4 separate regions of the Sus scrofa genome follow, and all the other regions are linked to region 1. The links are chromatin contacts, called in public HiChIP or PLAC-seq maps. All regions are on one chromosome and are shown on one strand. The core of a region is the stretch at or near the end of the contact, and the rest is flanking DNA. Distances in the headings are between cores, read along the strand shown.

Region 1 (3,724 bases), core at 583-3,082:
CTGAATTCTAAAATATCCTGCAGAATTGTTCTCACCTTGTTTACAGTATTTGCTTAGCAATGTTTTTTCCCCATGGGGATAAAAGTTACCCTACCCTAGCTTGCTTTAAAATTATAATACATTTTAGATGGAAATGGTCTGAATAAATATGCTTTTCTTGAGGTGTTTGTGTATAGTGCTTTCTCTCCACTCTCTCCAAAGCTGAGTGCAATTGTACTGAATGTCCACTCTGGATCCTCACACGAATTTATTAGTTACCAAGTATTAATCTACCAGCTATGGGACTCGGACAAATTACTTCACCAGTTTGTGCCTCAGTTTCCTCATTTGCAAAGCAGGGTCCAAAGTAATAGAACTGACTTCAGAGAGTTGTTGTACCAAGAGTGGTAATGACTAGTGGGTGCCTGATGTACAGTGGGTATTCAGTGTTAGCTGCATTTGTTATTATTATATAAGCCTTATTCCTTTTTTAGGATTATTTTTGTCCTGACCTTCTCAGTTATTATTCACACAGAATTAAAAATTAAATGCATGGTCTCCGCGCAGTAAAAAAATGCAGTCTTGGTTCCAGAGACTAAAGGTCATACCCACCATTTTAATTCATGGTTCCAGAGGCTGCTTGGTAATGGTTAAGATCTCTGGTTTAGGATTCAGTTCTGATTTTACCCCCTAATCGGTCTCAGATTTACTGGATATTCTGAGTTTTCTTCTCTAGAATGGGACAAGACCTACCTCTTAAGGTTGTGGGAAAGAATAAATGAGTTCACTTCTATGTCTGGTTGAACGTGTTCAACGCCCCACTATTATTATCAACCCCCACTCCCTTAGCCTGGCACAGTCTAGGTGCTCAATTAGCTTGCCAAAGCGAACTAAAACAAACTGCTTCACTGAGGGTAGCTTCAGCCAGAGAATCTTTTGAAGATAATCATTAGAAACTGCTCCTTGAAAGAAAAGAAAAAAAAAAAAAAAAAAAAAAGCAAAAACTTAAAGGACTGAAAAATCAGTTCTGCCTCATACAGGTTGTTTTAGGGCTCCTTTTTGGTCTTCCGATTTCACCCCCCTCCCGCCCCGCGCGCGCCTCCCCGCCCAGGGATGTTTCTAGACACTTGGTGAGAGTGCTTCGAGATCTTGATAATCCTGTAGAATAAGGAAGGTGGCCCTGCAGGGCGCCCCCAGGGGAAAATCCGGGAGGCGCAGCCCTGTCCCCCTGCGCGAGCATCCTAGAGCCAGTGGTTTCCTGAGTGGGCCGTGCTCCGGGTCACTTCTCGAGGGCGGGTTGGCTTCGCCAAGGCTACCAGGATGCTGTCGTCTCCATGACAACGGAGTGCGGGCGAGGAGAGGCAGCAAGCAAGTGGTGTCATCCTCCGAAACCAAAAGCCCCCGCCCCCACGCGGGCCGGCCCCAGGCCGCAGGCGGTGGAATTCTTCTGGGAAGGCGGCTGACGTCGCGGGCGGCCCTGGCCCCAGCCTTGGCAGCGCTGATGCAAGCGCAGCCCCGTGCCTGCAGGCAGGCAGCCCCGGGGGAGAGTTGGCGCTGCGCTCCGTCTTGTTCCCTTCCGGCCACCCCGCCTGGTTTTCCCTGTGCAGAGTCAACAGCTCCTGGGTGCTTTCTCACTGACAGGCCCAGTGGAGGGGGGGGGGGGGGGCGGGGAAATGCCCAAACCAGTTCTCCCCCTCTGCTCTTCCCAGACTTCTCAGGAAAATCCGAGCCTCCCAACCTGGCCACGTTTGGATCAATGGGAAGGGCTCTGGCGGCTCTCAACCGCTCCCCGGAGAGGGCCCAGGTTGCCTGAGATACCTGGTGCCAGATGATGCCAAGTAAACCGCCCGGATCACGAGGGAACCTTGTGTCTCTACACAGCAAGGCGGTAAAGGGCCTCCGGGGTGGAGATGGTGCAGCCAGAGCTGGTCTCCATCGCCCTCTGCTGGGCAGAAGATAAGGTTGCTCTAAAGTTCCCGCTGGGACCTCCCAAAGGGAGGGAGGTGGGTGGTGGAGTGGGGGCTGTAATATTAAGAGTTCACCCTCCTAAAAAAAAAGACAGACCAGGAAACCGAGGCTCAGAGAGGACAAGGGACCTGTCATTTGTTTTGCAGCTCCTTTAGGTCCAAGTCGGAACCAAAAGTCGAATTGACACCCTCATTGAACGATCTCTAGGTTTTGGGGGGTTTTTGGTTTGTTTTCCTCTTTCTAGGGCTGTACCTGTGGCATATGGAAGTTTCCGGACTAGGCAGCTGCCAGCCTGTGCCACAACCACTCAAGATCTGAGCCAAATCTGTGACCTACGTCATAGCTGGGGTCAACACGAAGCCAGGGGTCAAACCCAAAACCTCCTGGATACAAGTCGGGTTCCTAACCTGCTGGGCCATAAGGGGAACTCCCTCTAGGGTTGTTTTAAAGTGAGAAGTCATCCCACTCTTTATCATGGAGATGGCTCTTTACACGCCCCCACACTGTGAGGCCTTTCTCCATTGCTATATCACAACACATCACCAGTTCCAAGTGTGGTCCAGGACCCACCCTCTGTGTGTGGGGGTGGGGTGGGGGAATACCCAAACTCAAAACTATTTTTATAGCAAAACTAGGAGGGTATTTGCCTTTTTCACTATTTCTCTCTTATGTGTGCAGTGGAGTTTTCCAGAGTTCACATGACATATCATGCTCCAAAAGACTGAATGCAGAAGCAGGTATGAGTATCTAGACTTCTTCTATTAAGGCAGACATTTAAAGGGATTTGCAAGCATGTGAACCTATGTCACTCTTCTTATTAATTCTTTTAGTTTTAGAAAATAAGGCTAATGAAATTTTTTAAAAAGAATAAGGAAAGAAAAAATAGAAAATATGACCATTTTAATAAAATATGTTTTATATATAGGTAAGATTTATTTATTTTAATTTTTTTTTTTTTTTTTTTTTTCTTTTTTTAGGGCTGCTCCTGCAGCCTACAGAAGTTCCCAAGCTAGGGGTCTAATTGATGCTGCAGCTGCCGGCCTACACCACAGCTCACGGCAACACCAGATCCTTAACCCACTGAACAAGGCCAGGGATCAAACCTGAGTCCTCATGGGTACTAGTCAGGTTTGTTACCGCCGAGCCACAATGGGAATTTCCAAAGTTTATTATTTTAAGGTGAATTAACAATGTTTGTAAATATTACTAGTTTTCATTTCTGACATGGTAAATACTGATAGATAGAACCCACATAAACAAAGCTGGTTAGGATCCTCACCAGTCTTTAAGAGTGCAATTTGAGCCTGCGACCAAAAAGTCTGAGAATAGCTGCTCTGGGAAGTAGCCTCTTCCCAGTCACTGTTACGTCATTCTCTTTTATATACTTCACGGTCCTTTTCACTAAAGCAATTGCCTTGTTTTCATTATTGATCAATCAACTGGAGATCTCATTCAAATGCAGGTTTGGATTCTGCAAGTCTGGGGTGGGGCCCAGAGTATGCATTTCTAATCAAAAGTGCTACTGACACTGCTGGTCCAGGGACCACACTTCGAGAAGCACTTTTTTAGGGTTTGCTCTGTCTTTTTAGATGGTGCTTGCTGGGGACTTATCCTGTAAAAACAAATCAGGTGGCCATTCCATGTCAGCAGTGGGAGAGAAAGTTTACAAGTAGGATCCCCTCCTGTTTGCTCAGGGCTAAGGACCCTTGGAAGAAATTGTGAGTCATTTAACTTACAGATTGGGAGGGATAGAAAAATGGTGTCAGGGCTTAAGAGG
Region 2 (3,724 bases), core at 572-3,071, 240 kb before region 1:
TGCCTTTGCTCCCCCAACCCGGGCACTGCCCACTTGCAGAACTTCCTACGTTGCCAAAATAACAAGACCAACTACAATTTGGTATGTGAGACACTGCAGTTTTTGGACTGTATTTGTGGAAGCACAACTGGGGGTCTTGGTCTCCTCGGACTCTATATTAATGAAAAGAACGTGGCTCTCATTAACCAGACCCTGGAGAGTCTGACTGAATACTGTCAAGGACCTTGCCATGAGAACCAGGTAATTCTGTTCTCATTTTGGGGTGGGGAAAAAAAAAAAAAGTTGATCATTTTGAAAAATTGTTGACAGTGACTAATTCAAAAATCACATGATACCTACCTATGGCCCTAGCAAGTCCTTAGGACTGAGGGCGTTTTTCCAGCAATGAGGAGGGCGTCCCGGGTTGTATTATGTTTCAGGACATGACCTAATCGCAGATATTGAAAGGGTTGCCCTGGGTTTCCATGCCCAGCTTGGTGTGGTGTGAATGGTCCCACTCTGACTTCACTAGGGATACATATTAGAGCTGGAGTTTCTAAGACCAGAAGACTGGGCTCTATTTTAAATACTAAAATTTTTTATTTAAAATTGAGAGACTCCAAAAGGGGCTACTTCACAGCAGGAAGTTTAAAACTAACTAGAGAGAAAAACCTTGGTGTACATGAAACAAGTTGAAAATAACAGGAGAAAATGTATGGTTGAGACTTTGACACCACAGACATTCAGAGAAGAGAAAGACCCTTTAGTCCTGACGTAGGTCTCTCAGCAAGTTTATTTTTGGAGCGGTTGGAACCTAATCGTTTCTTGAGTAGAGTCATTACTTACCCATGACGTCTTATAGATGTTGTAATTTTTGCACTGATGCTAGAATGAGTATGATTTTTAACCCAAAGTACGGCTCTCTCCTGCGTGGAGTGGTTAGGCCAGTGCTTAAATGGCCCATTTTAAGCCCAGAATTCAGGGAAGGAACAATATATGCTATGTTACTAGGGAAGCAAGGCCAGAACTTTGGCTCAGGGGAGAAGGACAGCTTACAAGAGGCACAACTTGCTATACATTAAAAATATGATCTTACTTGTCCACGACTTTGAGGCTAGAGTTTTGTTAGATCCACTTTCCTCTCCTGGTTTCCTGGTGAGACAAATGGTACAGTCTGAGTGAAAGGGAAAAGGAACCAAAACATGACAACAGGCTGGGGAGAAAGGCTTATTCTGACATCTAAGTGAATTTCCCTGTCGCCTCGAGTTTGCTTTTCTGCCAAACGGAGGTCTTTTAAAGGGAGCTTAAAGACCCCTCCAGTAGGAGGAGATTCTGCTGCAAATGGGGATCTTACCTGGGGGAAGGTGATTCATTCTGATATTGTGCGAATTAAATAGGAAACTTGCTTTCCAAGCTTAGGCCTTGAGCAAAAGTGTGCAATACGAAAATCGAGTGATGCAGAGAGAATGGAACACACCTTAAAGGGGAAAACAACGCAGAACCCAGAATCAGTCACACACCCTATTTTCCCTTAAGAACAAAAGCCCACTGCACTATTTGGATTACACATGACCAATTTATCAGTTAGAGCCCATGGGGACTTTCCTGCTGTTTACTGTTAATTCTGAAACTAGAGATTCTCATCTGTCTTTTATTTTTACCACTTTCTCACGGAAAATTTGCAGCTCTCCCCTAGAGACATTGCTGGGAGTGGCAAGCTTTGTGTTGAAATAGCAGTTCAGCCTGTTGGCCTTTGACGTCTGATTTATGACCAGCGTTTGGGTAAATGTCTGTGGTTGCCTCTTTCCTCAGAATTGCATCGCCACCCATGAATCCAATGGCATTGACATCATCACAGCACTGATCCTCAATGACATCAACCCCCTGGGAAAGAAGAGGATGGATCTTGTGCTAGAACTGAAGGCAAGTAGGAATTGAAAGCAAAAGAAAGTAGCCCTTGGAAACCCTTATGTGGGTTGCCTCTGCACGTGACATGGTCACTGTTGTGAAAGTAAATGTTCAAGGCAGTTCCTTTAAATGAAATGAATGATCCACGTTGCATGTTCTAAAATGCAGAACTGCAGTCTTTCCCTTCCAAATAAGGTCTTAGGACAGGATACCAGCTTTTCAACTCACGGGTCCCATGGAATGAAACCTCATCACTCAAAGCTGAGAAACAAGTTTGAAAGCATCCAAGACCTAACAGCCCTGATTCTGAAAACCACAGACAGAAAAACGATAAAACTTCATTCCCTCTAGGATCTCTCACTTTTCCCCATTGAGAAAAAGGGCCATTTGGAGAATAGAACAAGTAAACCTTTCTAAGACCAAAAAAATTTTTTTGTTGTTGTCAGAGAACTCCTTGGTCTGTCGTGATTTTGATTTAGCAGAAGGGTTGTTCATAAATGTTGGGTTAAAATAAGAAAAGCTACACTGGCCAGTATCTTGCCTACAGGCCTCTGATGAGTTTCTTTGCATCTCATACAAACAGCAGGTGACAGATGACTGATGGAGAAGCACCCTTGACCTGCTGACTCCCTCTAATACCAAAATAGTTTTATGGGGTGAAAGCAGTGACTTCAAGGTGCTTAAGCTGCTGGGTTTACAAGCTCTTGGATATTTGAGAAGCTGATATACCTACTACTCCTGATAGTGATTTCTTGAGCATACCCCCCCAAAAGTAATTTTTAAAGTAAAAAAATTCAAAACAAACTAATAGAAAATGCTTACTCCTATTTAGGGGTTCCAAAGATTCTCTAAGGGTCCAAAGATTGAATTCTGGAATTGAACTTGCAACCCATCCTGGCATCTAAAGGGTATTTTGAAACATGTTAGCCTCCCTGAAAATTTTTCCTTTTTAACTGTGCCCCTGTTCAGGCATGTTAAGCTCTGCCCTCTATCTCACCCCCAGACGTGGCCCTGGGTACTTTGTCACTGTCACAGGAAAGCCTGGAATTACAGCGTTTCACTGAAAAGCTGATCTGTATTTATGGCATCTGTGGTGCCAGAGGAAAGAAAGGTCATTAGGAAGGTGGTAACACCGAAGCGCACAAGAATCACACAGTTATTTTTATTTTCATTTTAGTATTTCATACTGAGGGTCCAAGCTAATTGTTGGTTTGGGTGTATAGTTTAAATGGATTTTTTTGGGGGGCTATTTTTGACTCATTTAACAAATCATGTTGGAGAATCAACTTGACTCCACAAGCTCATACAAGCTCACGTCCCTGGCTACCATTTATCAGTATTTATATGATGAGAGCTTGAAATAAATTGAGGATTTCATGTGCTCTGGGTCAGCATGTCAGTGGCTTTTTCATCTAATCCAGTAACCTGTAGGTTATTATAGAAATTTCTGTCTGGTGGAAAGCCACTTTTTGATAGCACAACCACATGACTGAACTGCTCTGATCTGTGCTTGGGAAGGAAGAAAAACACTGTGCCCTCTCACCAAAACAACTTGCTAGTCTTACATGCAAAGAAGCGTACAGAGTATTATAGGCTTGGGACCCAGAATGAGCTCATGCCAAGAAGTACAGAATGAACTTTAGATCTAATGGGAAATTATGGTCTGGGAGGCATATGATGCCCCATTGGATCACTTTTGTTAACTAATGTCAGCTCTACTCTCTTGATAATATTAGGGGTTATGGGAGCTGATAGTGCTATTTTAAGATAGGGAGAAGTTAGCTTAATTGCCTGCCCTTCTGTGGCCTGCAAGGCTGAACAACAGTGTTTATAAGCA
Region 3 (3,724 bases), core at 601-3,100, 190 kb before region 1:
CTCCTGCATAGTGCTTTCCAGTTGATGTGACACGTTGTCACAGCCCTTTGATCCTCACATTAATCCCCTGAAGTAGCCAGTGAGCTCAATCTCAAAAAGAACAAAGGAGGGGAAACAGAGACCCAGACTGGTCGGCCAACTGGCCCAGGGCTTGCTGTCCTGTGAATGCTCGGAGTGTCATGGCTTCAGCTTCTGATTCCAGGACATGGGTCTTCCCACTGCCGTCTCACTTCATGAGGCTGCTGTGGAAACACACCTGTGAACTAAATCCTTGGATGTGGGGCTGGCCAACAGATTCCAGGTTGTGGGATTTTTTTTCTTTTTAATTAATAGAGTTTATTTTTACAGAAATTCTAGGTTTATATAAATGCTGAACAGAAAGGCCCAGCTCCCATGCGCCCCCTTCTCCCTCCCTCCTCCCAGTTCCTTTATTATTGTGTATTACTGGGTGTATTTACTATAATTAATAAGCCAATATGAATATATTAGCATTAAGTAAAGACCACAGTTAACATTAGGGTTCACTCTTGTGCATTCTGTAGGTTTGGACAGATATGCAAGGACACCCACTATTAGAGCAGCAAACAGGATAGTGTCACTGCTTCCAAAATCCTCTGTGCTCTATTTGTCCTTCCTTCCAAACCCTGATCTTTTTACCACTGGGATCCATGTTTTTTTTGTCTAGGTTTCCACCCCCTCCCCTCCAAAAAAATGTGTAACAGATACCATCAATGGCAATTTTGGAATCTTGAGCTTATTAATTGGCGATCATTATCACTGTTTTTTCACCCAAAGCAACAGATTCTGGATTTTGACTGTTTTCTGTGATCTTAGAAAAGTGAGCTCTCAAGATTATTTTCTTCCTCTTTGATGCAAATAATCGCCCTAACTCACAAAAGGAGCAAATATTTAAAGTTTATTGAGTGTAATACATTCCGGCTTTAGGAAAGTAAAGGGTCATCTTTAACCCTCCCAATTCACCTCCTCTCCAGGCATTTTCTGGGGGTTTGGATACATAGGGAGACTAAGAATCTGTCTCCAGGCCTCCCCTCCCCCACTCTGGTCACCCTGTCACCTAAGCATCCACGGGCATTCTGGGAAAGTCCAGCTTGTTGTTTTGCTTGGTAAGATAAGTAGAAACACAGTTAACACTTGACCTGAAAGGACAGTCTGCCTTCTTGAATCTTCCCAGAGTCGATTATGGAGCGTAGAGGGGATTCTGTGGCTTATAGCTCCATTTTCCCACGACCTTTCTTCTCTCTCATGACCCTTTCCTTTACCCTCCTGCCCCCACTAAAAAAGTCTCATTTCTCTAGTCTGGCTGGAAAAGAATAAGAGATTCAACAATAAATGCTTTGTTGTTTATATGGTAAACAAAACTCTCTACCTAAGTGGACTTTCTCTGAGGAGGTGATTGATTACCTCAGTCATCTTTCTTAGAACAGCCTCTTCAGTTGAACCTGGGAAGGAGAAGAAAAAAAAAGAAAAAAAAAAAAAAACGCTTCTCAGAATGATTAGCATTTGCATCATACGATCCAACTTCCTCTCCTCTCTGCCTTCCTCTCTCTCTCTCTCTCTCTCTCTCTCACACACACACACACACACACACACACACCCTCCCTCCCTCTTTCCAGTCAAGAACATTTCAAGAGGTCAGTGCCGCCCCCGTGTCTAAAACTTCAGTGTTTGCCTTTGCAGGGACTTTTCCAACTTTACCTAGAAAAGAACTAACCAGAACCCTAGAGCTTGTGGCCAGCCTGCTTCCGGCTGTGGCTTCAGTCAGTTTGTCTGCTGTGACAGAGGAAGTGCTTGCTGTGACGGGAACTGCACTGGCTGGATTGTAGGAGGACCAAGGCAGACAGTACCTAATGACATTGGTATGCGAGATGCCAGCACCACGAGGAGCTAGCGAAGCACAGGGCACATCTCAGACCCAGAACAACAGATGCAGCTGACAGCCCACAGGGAGCCCACGGGTCTCCCCAAACCCCACCCTCCTGACCACACACACGCACCCAAGATGAATGCATGTTTGAACAAAATGTCTTAGTTGAAGGTGACTTTCTCAAAAATCCAGTAGAAGCCAGGAACCTGAGATCAATGTTTTTGATCTTGAAAAAAGGCAGGATTCTGCCAATATTTAGAGACCGGCACACTCTGGCTAGTGAACCATGGGCGCAGCCGTCACTGGACTCAGCGCTTACACAAGCTCAGCATTTTATATCAAAGTCTGAGCTCAGTAGAAAGTAACTGGATTCAGGTGTTCTCTCTGCACCCACGCTAGCAACTGAGAGATTCTAACCATTTTTCTGTGAAGATCTGGATCTCTGTGCAGAGGGGGCCTCCTGGGAGGAGCCTTAATGCTGTGTCAGAGCTCATCCTACAGTGCAGGGGGCAAGACCAGGTGGAAAGTGAGAGAACAGTTGGGGTTTGGCTGGAATTGGTTATTAGTGTTAACTACTACATACTCCTTAGTAATTTGAGATTTCCTGGGATGATTATCTACTTAAAATACTGGCAACACCTAGGATCTCAAAATTGGGGATCTCCCCTCATCAGTGCAAAGGAACAACCATCCACCCCATCCTGAGCACCTAGATTCCCTTGCTGCCTGTGGTCAGGGTGTTAGCAGAGGCCCCCACCACGCTTTTCATTGTTGGATATTAAGGCTGGGGGAATGGAGGGAGAGAGAACCTCTAAGGTGGTAACTGATGTATATCTAGGCCAGAAGATCCTGTTCCTCCCCTTGCATTGAAGGAATGAAATGGAGAATGAAGGTTTATCACCAAGGATTGGGGCACATGGCCTAAAGTGGCCTGTGGCAAGTGTGGCATTTCTTAAAAATCTTGGATTCTATCTTTAAAATTTGCTTCAATTTCATGTTCTGCTCCAGGGCATATTTTGAGTTTAATATAAAAATATTTTCAATTGTTTACTGTTGGCTAAAATAGACATTCTAAAAAGATGCATGATTTCTGGCTTTCTGTACCCTTTGGGCAGAGCCTTTATGCTCCAGGATTATAGGTGGCCCAAGTACAGAGGCATACAGAAGCATCTCCTTGGCCATTGAGGTGAGGAGCACAGATGGCAGTAGCAGATCTCTGGAGGCCAGTGGGCCCCGTTCATTTGTCCAGCATATAGGCACTGGGCATTTGGGACTTGGAGACAGTGCCCCAGGAAAGGCGAGAGCCCTGAGACCCGCCCTATGGCCATATTCCTTGCATTAAAGCCCAATGGAGGCAGCAGCCTTGTCTTTTCTCATCTCCAAACCCTCAGCACTCAGCACTGTGCCAGGTATGGACATTAGAAATGTTCAGTGAATGGTTGTCAGATGAAGTCTGTGCATTTTGCATTTGTCAGAGACCTTTCTGAAATCATTGCTCGGGAGTCCAATAATCAAACCACATATGCCATAAAAGAAGATGTGAATCTGACATGGAAAATTCCCTTTCGAATCTGTAGTCATTTGGTCACTTACTATTGAAATAGGAGAAGAAACTCTTCCTTAAACTTTAAGCTATTGGCAGACTTCTTGCATTGATTTTCTATATTCTTTTGAAGACCTCTTTCATGTGGACTCTGTTTGGAAGTCTGTGTTTTCTATTTTTATGGAGGGTTTGCTTAAGAAAATGAACATATGAAGGCTTGGAGAGCCAGATTTGAGATGAATTCTCTAGCCATTTTAGGCAGCCGAGCATCATTTGCATGTCAGTCATCAGTGCAC
Region 4 (3,724 bases), core at 697-3,196, 130 kb before region 1:
CAAATTCAAGAAACTGTAACATTAGCACACAAATTCTATAACAACTGTATAAAATACAGAAATGAAAAGATGAAAATAAATGAAAAAGTCAAGCCCTGGAATACCTCATGTGCTTTCAGTAATAAATTCTAAAATTATTATTCACAGATAATATCAACCAAATGGCCAGTTTTTCCAATAAGGATCTACCTGTGGGCAGCCCACTGACAGCCCACCTGTCAGTCACTTAAGGAGGTCAGGATCAATCAGTTACCTGTGCATATCTTGGATGCAAGGGATCACGTAGAGCATACCACGGTAGGCTTACAAAAAGCTAGTCACATTCTCCCAAAGCGTGCTGAATGACAAACAGACCACAAACAGAAACTATCACTGGCATTAAGGGACAAGATCCAGCTGGTTTTCTTTATTCCTAATCTCAGTTTCAGCTGCAGGTTTTTTCCAGAAAAAAAAAAAAAAAAAAAAAAAAAAAACAACAAACTAGTTTGATTTACTCAACACTCTGCAGAAGTCAGGGTGTGGTCATCCTCTAAATATTACAAATGGATTTTCCCTGAACTCTTGCAGCAACAGGATCTTAAAGTGGTTACTGGTAGGAAAAGGTGACATTAAGGTCAAAAATGTCTCAAAAAAAGAATTAACAATAGTTTATAAGGACCACCCTAGTGACAATGGAGGTAGGGGTGGGTATTATTGAGACCAGGAAGCTAACACAGTACAGAACACGAATATTTTTCAAGCCTTCAACAGAGAGCCACACTAACAGTTGAACATCTGCTTTTTTGCCAGCTCTCCTGTTGAGTACTGACAAGTTTATTCCAAATTAATCCAGTACACTAATAACTGCCCCAAATGCAGATCAATCAAGTTTCCTTCTTCATCATCAGAACAGGACTTAATGTAAGAGTGAATTCAGAAAAATCAATGTTTCCTAGCCTTTCTAAAACACTACCAACTAAAAAGACGGGGAAAGGAAGCCTGAGGAAGCCTTTTCTAAGGCAAGACAAGGATCAAAGGGAGTGTGCTTAATCAATTAATCATCATATCCCTTTTCCCTAGCCGGTCGGAGAGGAACTGGATTCTGTTCTCCAGCTATGCCCCCTGAGTCGCATGGTCTGTGTTTGCACCTCTGGACCTCCTGGCTGCTCTGAAAGATACCCTTGGCACTGACTGAAGCCTGGAACTCGTGTTGTGAGCCCACCACGTGCCAGGGACGACGCTTGGCACTCCACACTCCCTCGTTACCTGTGAAGCACATTCTGTGCGCTGATGAGGAAGCCGAGGCTGGAGCCCACGCAGGCAGTGCGGCCAAGCCACCAGGAGGGGCGCACTCCGGGCCCTGGCGCTACACCACCGCGGAACTTCCATCTTGCTCAGAGCCGCCACTAGGCACCCGGCTCCCTGAGGGCAAGGGCGTGACTTGGATGCTCAAAAAACTCACTAGGCACGTAGTGGTTGTGACGTGAACTCTTCTTCGCGGCCACTCTCAGGCCACAAGCCCTCTACAAGAGTGGGGAAACCGAGGCCAGGCTAAGTGACGCCAGAGGACTCAAAGCCGGCAGCGGGCAGAGAGGCCTCGAAGGCTGAGGTCTGCGAACTTCAACGTTCTGTCTGGTTTACTCGGCTCTAAGATGCCGCAGACTTTCAGGGAAAGGGGCCTGGGCGCGGACGCTTCCCTCCCGGATCGTTTTCCCGTCAGCAGCCTCGGTCCACAGGAGAAAGCGGCGGCCAGCCCTACTCTACGGCCCCACCCGCCATCAGCTGCAAGGCACCGCGCCAGGAGTACGTTGCCTATTCCCAGGCACTCCCTCCCCCGCCTTCGCTCCCAGCCCCGCTCTGCGCCTGCGCGCAGGGGCCCTTGGGACCGTGGGCCCGTGGGCCAGCTGCTCACGCGGGCCTCCACCTGGCCCTCCACCTGGCCAGGCCAACGCCAATGGCAAGGCGGGACCTCGCTCTCGCCCCGCCCCTCGGGGCCCCGCCCCGTCGAGGGAGAGCTGGAGCCTAGGCTCGCGCCTGCACCTCCCGCCCCGCCGCGGGCTTTGCCGCTCTCTCTGTGCGCGTGCGCGCGGTAGGGGTTTGGATGGGGTCAGAACGCGGTTGAGCTGCTGAGGCCGCGAGTTATTTTGGAAGGCGGGGAGGCGGGGCAGGTCTGGATGGGAGAGGAGGCGTTTCCTCTGAAAAAGAAAAAAGTGGGTGTCGTGGGCTGCACTCAATGCCCTTTTGGCGTCGTCAAAGGGAAGTCAGAACTGCTCCGGATTTTCCCATTTTATGTCTAAATCACTCGAACCCCAACTAAGTCCTTCATGTAAGAACATCAGGGGTTCCTGAAGAGTGGCACACGCTGCAGTAATGATCGTCTCCAGGGCGCTCTGAGCCAAGTTTCATCTCCCAGTAGGAGTAGTAAGCCCAGAGATGAAGTCTCACCTGAGGGCACCCACCGGCAGTAACCTGCTCTAGAGGCTAGTCCAGGGCAGGCCTAGAACTTCACCGATGCTTAGACTACTGCCATTAATTTAACCCAATTATAGGTATTATTTGTACACCGCGAAGTTATATTTGAAATACGAAGTATGTGTGTTATGTCAGTTTTGTGTGTCATACACCAAGGATCCCTCAAGCCACATTTCCCTTGAGGACTAGAAGCTTTTCGTTGTTTCTAACACTAGGAAGAAAGTGTCATAGCCTCTGGTAAGATGGAATGTTACTGATACAGGACTTAAGTGAATATATGTCCCCATTTGTCATATTTGGCAGCAGATAGCTGCGCTTGATTATGAGTTCCCATGGACAGTTTTTTAGGTTGGTATCTGGATGCAAATACTATCCAGATCTGCTACTCTACCCCAAATTTCATTTTCTTGTCCATATAGAATGGGGGAAAGATTAAGGAACAATGGGAATTGAATATATAATGAAAAGCATTACTGACTGGAGATCTTAAATTTCTGGTTCCTCTTTGCCACCCTCTTCCCCAAAGATTTTTAGAACTTGGTAACTGTTCACGGATTGATTTTTAATCACATCTTTCTTCATAACATTTGAAAGAATTTCTTTCCTTCATTTGGCTTTGTGGGGCCTAAACTGAATTTTTGAGGAGATGGAAGCCCTGGAAATAGGCTGTGAGGGGAGACAGTGTGAATTATTAAGGAAACAAGGATAAGAAGATCCTAGTTTATGGAGATAACAGCAAGAGCTGAGAGAAGGGATAAACACCAAAAAATTAATTGGGTAGCAGATCTAGCAGATGGTAATCTATGTTCTAGTTGTAATGATAAGCTACGTTCTTGAGCATAAGGATTTGTATATCACTTATGGTGACCAAAAAAATAAATAAATAAATAAATACCATTTCTTCATTTGTATTTATTGTACAATGAAGAAATACCATTTCTTCATTGTACTTTATTGCCAGAACTCCTGAGAGTTCTGGCAATAAAGTACAAAAGACGTAGGGACGGGGTAAGAGCTTAGTGCCAGAAAGATCTCAGTTTTACTGTTCTACCACATCCCACATGGAAAATTAAGGACTTTGATAAAGGAGTAATTGAACTGGGTAAGGTGCACAAGATTCTGCCTGTATCTGGATGCTGTTGTGGAAATTTCTGAGGCAGATAGAGCCAGTAACGGCTCAACTGCTATGTCTACCTTAGGACAGCAAATGGGAAGGCACCTGATAACTTCCTGAATAATGAGCTCTTTATGGTAGAGACCCTGTGCTCAACCT

What was found. HiChIP or PLAC-seq counts read pairs in DNA pulled down with a chosen protein or histone mark.
Region 2: a contact with region 1 is called in an H3K27ac HiChIP or PLAC-seq map of alveolar macrophages. The contact joins two enhancer-like sites. A contact is called at or near these places in 1 of 47 Hi-C or Micro-C datasets (embryonic fibroblasts) and 2 of 2 datasets of contacts at active chromatin or transcription factors (alveolar macrophages and skeletal muscle).
Region 3: a contact with region 1 is called in an H3K27ac HiChIP or PLAC-seq map of alveolar macrophages. The contact joins two enhancer-like sites. A contact is called at or near these places in 1 of 5 promoter capture datasets (liver), 11 of 47 Hi-C or Micro-C datasets (alveolar macrophages, embryonic fibroblasts, epiblast stem cells and 6 more) and 2 of 2 datasets of contacts at active chromatin or transcription factors (alveolar macrophages and skeletal muscle).
Region 4: a contact with region 1 is called in an H3K27ac HiChIP or PLAC-seq map of alveolar macrophages. The contact joins two enhancer-like sites. A contact is called at or near these places in 15 of 47 Hi-C or Micro-C datasets (alveolar macrophages, brain, embryonic fibroblasts and 8 more) and 2 of 2 datasets of contacts at active chromatin or transcription factors (alveolar macrophages and skeletal muscle).

What each region holds. Positions count from the first base shown.
Region 1 is chr13:61,570,624-61,574,347 of Sscrofa11.1, forward strand. No RefSeq gene overlaps it. Among named protein-coding and RNA genes, the nearest start is that of BHLHE40, 44 kb to the left of the region's middle. Within about 2 kb of position 1,833, at least 66 of the 83 cell types and tissues checked have an H3K27ac peak or open chromatin away from gene starts, as enhancers often do. A contact at or near this core is called in alveolar macrophages, brain, embryonic fibroblasts and 6 more, where this site is marked.
Region 2 is chr13:61,334,115-61,337,838 of Sscrofa11.1, forward strand. It overlaps ITPR1 (inositol 1,4,5-trisphosphate receptor type 1), which reads left to right. Exons shown (of 59, transcript XM_021069282.1): 44 at 40-240; 45 at 1,792-1,902. Among named protein-coding and RNA genes, the nearest start is that of BHLHE40, 190 kb to the right of the region's middle. Within about 2 kb of position 1,822, at least 19 of the 83 cell types and tissues checked have an H3K27ac peak or open chromatin away from gene starts, as enhancers often do. A contact at or near this core is called in alveolar macrophages, embryonic fibroblasts and skeletal muscle, where this site is marked.
Region 3 is chr13:61,382,056-61,385,779 of Sscrofa11.1, forward strand. All of the region lies in intron 57 of ITPR1 (inositol 1,4,5-trisphosphate receptor type 1), which reads left to right. It overlaps LOC106505661 (a long non-coding RNA gene), which reads right to left. Exons shown (of 12, transcript XR_002337646.1): 8 at 1,423-1,460. Among named protein-coding and RNA genes, the nearest start is that of BHLHE40, 140 kb to the right of the region's middle. Within about 2 kb of position 1,851, at least 44 of the 83 cell types and tissues checked have an H3K27ac peak or open chromatin away from gene starts, as enhancers often do. A contact at or near this core is called in alveolar macrophages, liver, skeletal muscle and 1 more, where this site is marked.
Region 4 is chr13:61,437,480-61,441,203 of Sscrofa11.1, forward strand. LOC106505661 (a long non-coding RNA gene) reads right to left here. Exons shown (of 12, transcript XR_002337646.1): 7 at 254-3,724. Among named protein-coding and RNA genes, the nearest start is that of BHLHE40, 89 kb to the right of the region's middle. Within about 2 kb of position 1,947, at least 70 of the 83 cell types and tissues checked have an H3K27ac peak or open chromatin away from gene starts, as enhancers often do. A contact at or near this core is called in alveolar macrophages, brain, fetal liver and 5 more, where this site is marked.